2 separate regions of the Hordeum vulgare genome follow, and region 1 is linked to region 2. The links are chromatin contacts, called in public Hi-C maps. All regions are on one chromosome and are shown on one strand. Each heading gives the region's core, a stretch centred on a gene start, on an enhancer-like site or on the middle of the called end of the contact. The rest is flanking DNA. Distances are from core to core; before and after follow the strand shown.

What was found. Hi-C and Micro-C count contacts between places; a contact is called where the count stands out from the background.
Region 1: a Hi-C map of leaf shows a contact between it and region 2, with 3 times the contacts expected there. The contact joins two enhancer-like sites. A contact is called at or near these places in 3 of 6 Hi-C or Micro-C datasets (leaf and seedling).

The regions. Positions count from the first base shown.
Region 1 is chr2H:35,267,622-35,270,321 of MorexV3_pseudomolecules_assembly, forward strand. No RefSeq gene overlaps it. Among protein-coding and RNA genes, the nearest start is that of LOC123424684, 94 kb to the left of the region's middle. Within about 2 kb of position 1,305, at least 3 of the 3 cell types and tissues checked have open chromatin away from gene starts, as enhancers often do. A contact at or near this core is called in leaf, where this site is marked.
Region 2 is chr2H:35,120,768-35,123,804 of MorexV3_pseudomolecules_assembly, forward strand. No RefSeq gene overlaps it. Among protein-coding and RNA genes, the nearest start is that of LOC123424683, 38 kb to the left of the region's middle. Within about 2 kb of position 1,639, at least 2 of the 3 cell types and tissues checked have open chromatin away from gene starts, as enhancers often do. A contact at or near this core is called in leaf, where this site is marked.

The DNA.
Region 1 (2,700 bases), core at 55-2,554, 150 kb after region 2:
GTTACTTGAGAAGATGTTCATAAAATGTTAAACTTTATTCCTGCAATTCTAATCATTGTTCCTACTGTTCAAGTAAATGCTCATGTTGTTAGAGACAATCACATGTTAAAAAACATTTTAAGAATACCTGGAGAAATACACTATAGTCGGGCGGAATGAAGAAAAAAGTAAAAGAAAAAAATCCTGTAAAAAATTGAAAGGAAAAAACACGATCACGAAAAAACAAGAAGAAACAACCATTTACGACGTTTAAAAGGCAGAATTGGGTAAGAGACGATGCTCAGATAATAATATACTACTCCCACATTTGCTAGTGGGCCACAAACTAAGGGCGCGTTCGGATTCCCTCCGCTCTGCGACTCCGCGCCGGAGCGGAGTCGCATCCAGTGTTAACTAGGGGAGTTCCTAAAACGCAGCTCCACCCACTCCGCTCCGTGGAGGGCTGCCGAACAGGCGCTAAGTCGGGAGCGGAACATGCGACCGTTAAGTGCTACTCGCAGCAGGCATTGGACGCGACTAACTCGGGAGCTGGAGAGGCGACCGTTTAGCGAGTCCGGCATTTCCTATTTACCGCCAAAGGCATTAGTTAACGTGCATTTTTGTTAACTCGAGTCTGTAACGTTTATAAATGGACTGGCCTATTTAGGCACCGGTTACTTTTTTTGAAATTCTATGAACTTTTTTAAATATTAATGAACTTTTTAAAAATTTCAACAATTGTTTTTAAGATTGATGAACTATTCTCCGAAAACCAATGAATCTTTTCTAAAATATTAAAATTCTATGATTTTTTTTGAATATGGATGAACTTTTCTGAAATTTGATGAACGTATTTTAAAAAATTGATGAATTTTTATCAAAGTTGACGATTTACTGTAAGTTTTATGAACTTTTTTTCAGTTCAGTGAACTTCTTTTTAAAATACATAAACTTTGTTTTAATTTCTGTGAACTTTTTTCAAATTTAATGAACTTTTTTAAAAATGTAATGAACTTTTTCTAACTCGGATGAACTTTGTTTCAATTTCAATGAACTTTTTTTCGAATTGATTAACTTTTTTCAAAATTGATGAACCTTTATTTTTTTTCTAATGTATGAATCTTTTTCTTTAAAACTGTAAACCTTTTTTGGTTTCATATTTTATTTTCGTAACAAATAGGAAATCTGGACCTTTTTTTTACTGGATCAATAAAAAAGTATCAGGACAGCGTGTTAGTGGACCGCTCCATGCCAACGATACTACAGGTGCCGAATCGCTAACGGACGCCTACAAGGTTGCATAAGACCTCCCAGCGAGTCCCGAGGACGCATGGCCGGCAGCACGCAGGATTGGACCGGACCTAACGACACGACCCTTTTCTGGAGAGCCCAGTGTGTGCTTATTAAGTTTTTCTTACTTTTATTTATATTTTGTCATGTTTTAAATATGTATATGAAAATAGCTACTTCATGTCATTTCTTTGAAAGCGTTCACAGTGCATTCAAAAAGTCAATATAGTGTTAAAACAATTGCACGGGCAGTTTATGAATAATGTTCCTACCATTTGACAAATGCCCGTGACATTTCATAAAATCTTCACTCATTTCAAAATAAGCTTGTGACTTTTTCCAAATGTATATACAGTGTTTGCATATCTTCTAAAAATGTTTCCTAAAATGTTTGTGAATTTTCTTTAGTGTAAAAAAACCATCGTTTAATTTATTTTTTTCCATTACATTCAATAAAAATGTCTGTTACATTCTAGAAAGTTGTTCGAACACTTAATGTTCATGCCATTTATGAAAAATAATAATATGTGTTAGAAAAATGTTTATCATGTATTAAAAAATTGTTCAATATGCATGTAAAAATAAATCAAGGTGTATCTGAAAATGCTCGACATTTATGCAAAAAAAAATCAACGAGTATTGGATAATGAAGTATTTGAAATGTAGAAATAACAAAAAAGAAGGAGAAAACAAATATTAAACCCCAAAATAAAATTGATAAAATCCAACACAAAAACATGCACAAACCTTCCCCCCACCCCCTCGCGCGGAAGAATATCGGCAAACAAAACACACAAAATGGGAAAAAGGAATCGCGCGAAAGGCGCCGTTGTCCTTTTGATTGCATCATTACCATTCGACATGTTAAGCCATCACTCCTTGGTCGATTACTCTGTGGCCCACCGACATAAGTCTGTGTTTCCTAAACATAGTCTGTCCTTAAATCGATATGTAAAGATAAGATTTGCGGATGCTGAGGGTGTCCTGGGTTAGGGGTACCAGCCCGAATTGATTTGCGTGGGCCGAACTAATGGCCCGTTAAGCCACCGCCCGAAGAACGGTGAGAGCATAAAAACTTGCCCGTATGAAGAAGGGAAACCTCGAAAGACCTAGCATGCATCCCAAGGACAACTCTATATTCAACATATCTACAACCGACCTAAATATATGACCTAGCTCCCCCTAGGTATCTATATAAGCCTAGGGGTTTAGTTCGTAGAGGGGGAACTTATTCACCTTAGGGTTCAGAGTTTACACAACGATTTTAAGGTAGATCATCAACATGTACTCGATACCCCATCACCAATACAATCAAAGCAGGTCGTAGGGTTTTACCTTTTCGAAAGGGCGTGAACCTGGGTAAACATCGTCTTCCTACTCTTCATGTTACCATTAGTCTCAGACCCACAACTCAGAATCCCCTACCCGAGA
Region 2 (3,037 bases), core at 389-2,888:
AAAACAATCTGAAGATTTTGAAGCATGAAGATTTATTTCTGTCTATTTTATTTTCTTCACTTTTGAGTCATAGCAACACCGTACTGTTAAAGAGGGTCAAAGTAACACGTCGGAATGAATTTCCTCATGATGCTCAACCCAAGCCTAATCCTACCAAAAGCCTCAAGTGAGGAATATGAGAGACATGAGGACTCTCAGAGTTGAGGGTCCCGACCGTTACCGCAAGTCGCGCCACATCACTGATCTTATCCATAGCAACGGTCATATTATTGAAGGGCATTAATGTCAAATCATGTCGGAATGCTCCCAGGCTATAAATAGCCGCTCCCCACAACCATTAGCTGGTTGCCTGCTCCGTTGGAAACTGACACTTGTCATAAGAGCAACCCAAATTCCTCAGAGTCTTCGAGAGTAATTCATCAGTGAGGAAATACTCCAAAACACCAAACCACAAACCGAAAACCAAGTGATTGAGCATCACTCAAGAAGTTGTTCCTGTGTGGGACTGAAGCCTTTTACCTTTGAGGACTGTGCATCCTCCAGACGGTTAGGCGTCATGGTCTAGAGCAATCCAGCAGTCAATTGTGGATCGCGAGGTGACCAAGTTTGTGAGGGTTTGGAAGTCTGCCCTGAAGACTTACCACGAGTGTTGGGCGAGGACTGTGTGTTCTTAGCCCAAGGAGAATACGGTAGGGACTGTGTGTCCCGGGACTGTGTGTCTTTTGATTTCAATACCAAGCCGCTCCAAACCAGATGTACAACTGTCACAGTTGTTGGAACTCGGACATCAACCAGTGTCTTCACTGTGAAACGGGTTCTATTTCTTCAACTCTTTAAATTCCTCATATTGTATGTTGATGATTTTCACTGCGAGTGTTTGAAGAATTTGCTGTAGACTTTTTCTGAAATTCCTCAACCCCAATTTCTTCATGCGAGTTAATCCTCATCTGTTTTCTCCGTGCCTGCATAGTCTGCAAACTGTTTTTCGGATTTTTTTCACCTTGAAAACTGCTGTAGTTATACTTTACACTCCTGATCCTTTGCTGTTTGCGCTGCAAGTTAGTCATCAGTGAGGAATTTCTCCAAAAGGAATTTTCCTCAGTGATGAAATTCTAAAAATCTCCTATTCACCCCCCTCTAGTCGATATAACACACTTTCAAAAATCAAATTCAATTTCTTCATTAATCAAGATTTTTTTTTCAAATTCCAGAAAAATGTTCAAATTTATTTCATGAATTTAAAAAATCTATTCACAATCTGAAAAAATGTTCATAAAATTTGTAATAAAGTTCCCTCATCCAAAATATGTCCCGATCTAAAACATGTTCATGAGTTTTTAAAAAATGTTCATACTTTCAAAAAACTTTTCACGAATTCAAAAAATAGTCATGTTTAAAAAATATTGCAAAATTTAAAGATGCTCTTAAAAACAAGGACGAGAAATGAGAAAATAAAAAAAATGATTTTTTTTTTCAAAAATACCGGTTAAGGGAAGGTTCTTAAACCTTCGCAAAACCGGTGAGGGATAAACCCCAAATGAGTCGCACTATACGCTGAACGGGAGCTCGACGGGTGCGCGCTACGTCGTGGGTGCTCCTCATGTGCGCGTGAGGTGCTGGCGAACAAACCAGCGCGTGTAGCCGGGAGCTCCTACCTAGTGCTCACTGCGGCACGCAGCCCAGCGCCACAAAGGGGGCGCCCCGACTGGACCAGCCCAGTTTTTATTCTGTTACTTTTTTCTTCTTTGTTTACTTTTTTGGTTCGTTTTTTATTTCCTTTTTCCATTTCTTTTGTTATTTGAAGTAAAAAAGTTTTTTCGTTTTTTAATAACAATTTTGAAAAATCATGAAAAACAATTAAGGCACGAACATTTTTTAGATCTTAAGTTTTTTTTAAGGAGAATAATTTTGAAAACCCTCAACAAATTTGAAAGCGCGAACAAATTTTCTAAGCATTAATATTTTTTGAATATTGAGAACAAATTTTGAAAGCAAGAACAATTTTAAAAAACCGTGAACAAATTTGGAAGCGTGAACAATTTTTTAAAGCATGAACATTTTTTGAATCTTGAGAACAAAATTTGGAAAGGAGAACAATTTTGAAAAACCCTGAACAAATATGAAAGCTCGGACAAATTTTTGAAGCACGAACATTGGAATTTTGAGAACAAATTTTGAAACTGGGTACTTTTTTCAAAAAGGTGAACAAATTTGGAAGCACGAACAATTTTTAAACCACGGACATTTTTCAAAATGTTGAGAACAAAATATTGAAAAGGAGAACAAGATTGAAAAACCCCGAACAAATTTTTAAAGCACGAACATTTTTTGCATTTTGAGAACAAATTTTGAAATTGTGAACAATTAAGAAAAATTTGAACAAATTTGGAAGCGCGAACAATATTTTAAATATACGAACTTTTCTTGAATCATGATAACAAAATTTTGAAAAGGAGAACAAATTTTGAAATCGAGAACAATTTTAATAAAGCGTGAACAAATTTGGAAGCTCTAACAATTTTCTAAATACACAAAAACTTTGGAAATCATAAACAATTTCTTAGTCTATAAACAAATTTGAAAACAAGAGCAGTTTACAAACATAGAACATTATTTTTGTAAGAAAGAACAATTTTGGAAATTTGTGAACAATTTTTGAAACATAAATATTTTTTGAAGTTATGTACACTTTTTAAAACCGGAACATTTTTTGAACTTACATACATTTTTTGAAACGGAAAATATCTTTTAGAAAATAACCAATATTTTTTAAACATCCTAAACATTTGAAAATCATGAATAATTTTAGAATTGGCGAACAAAATTTGAACAGGTTTTTAATTTTTGAACAAATTTTCAAAAAAGAGAAACATTTTGCGTAAAGCAGGAACATTTTTATTCAAAATGTGAAAAAGGTACAATTAAAAAAATGTGAACAATTTATGAAAAAAGGAACAGTTTTTTTAAGAATAATGTAGTTTTTTGAATATGAGAACAATTTTTGAAACACGAATTTTTTTCAAAAGATGAACGCAGT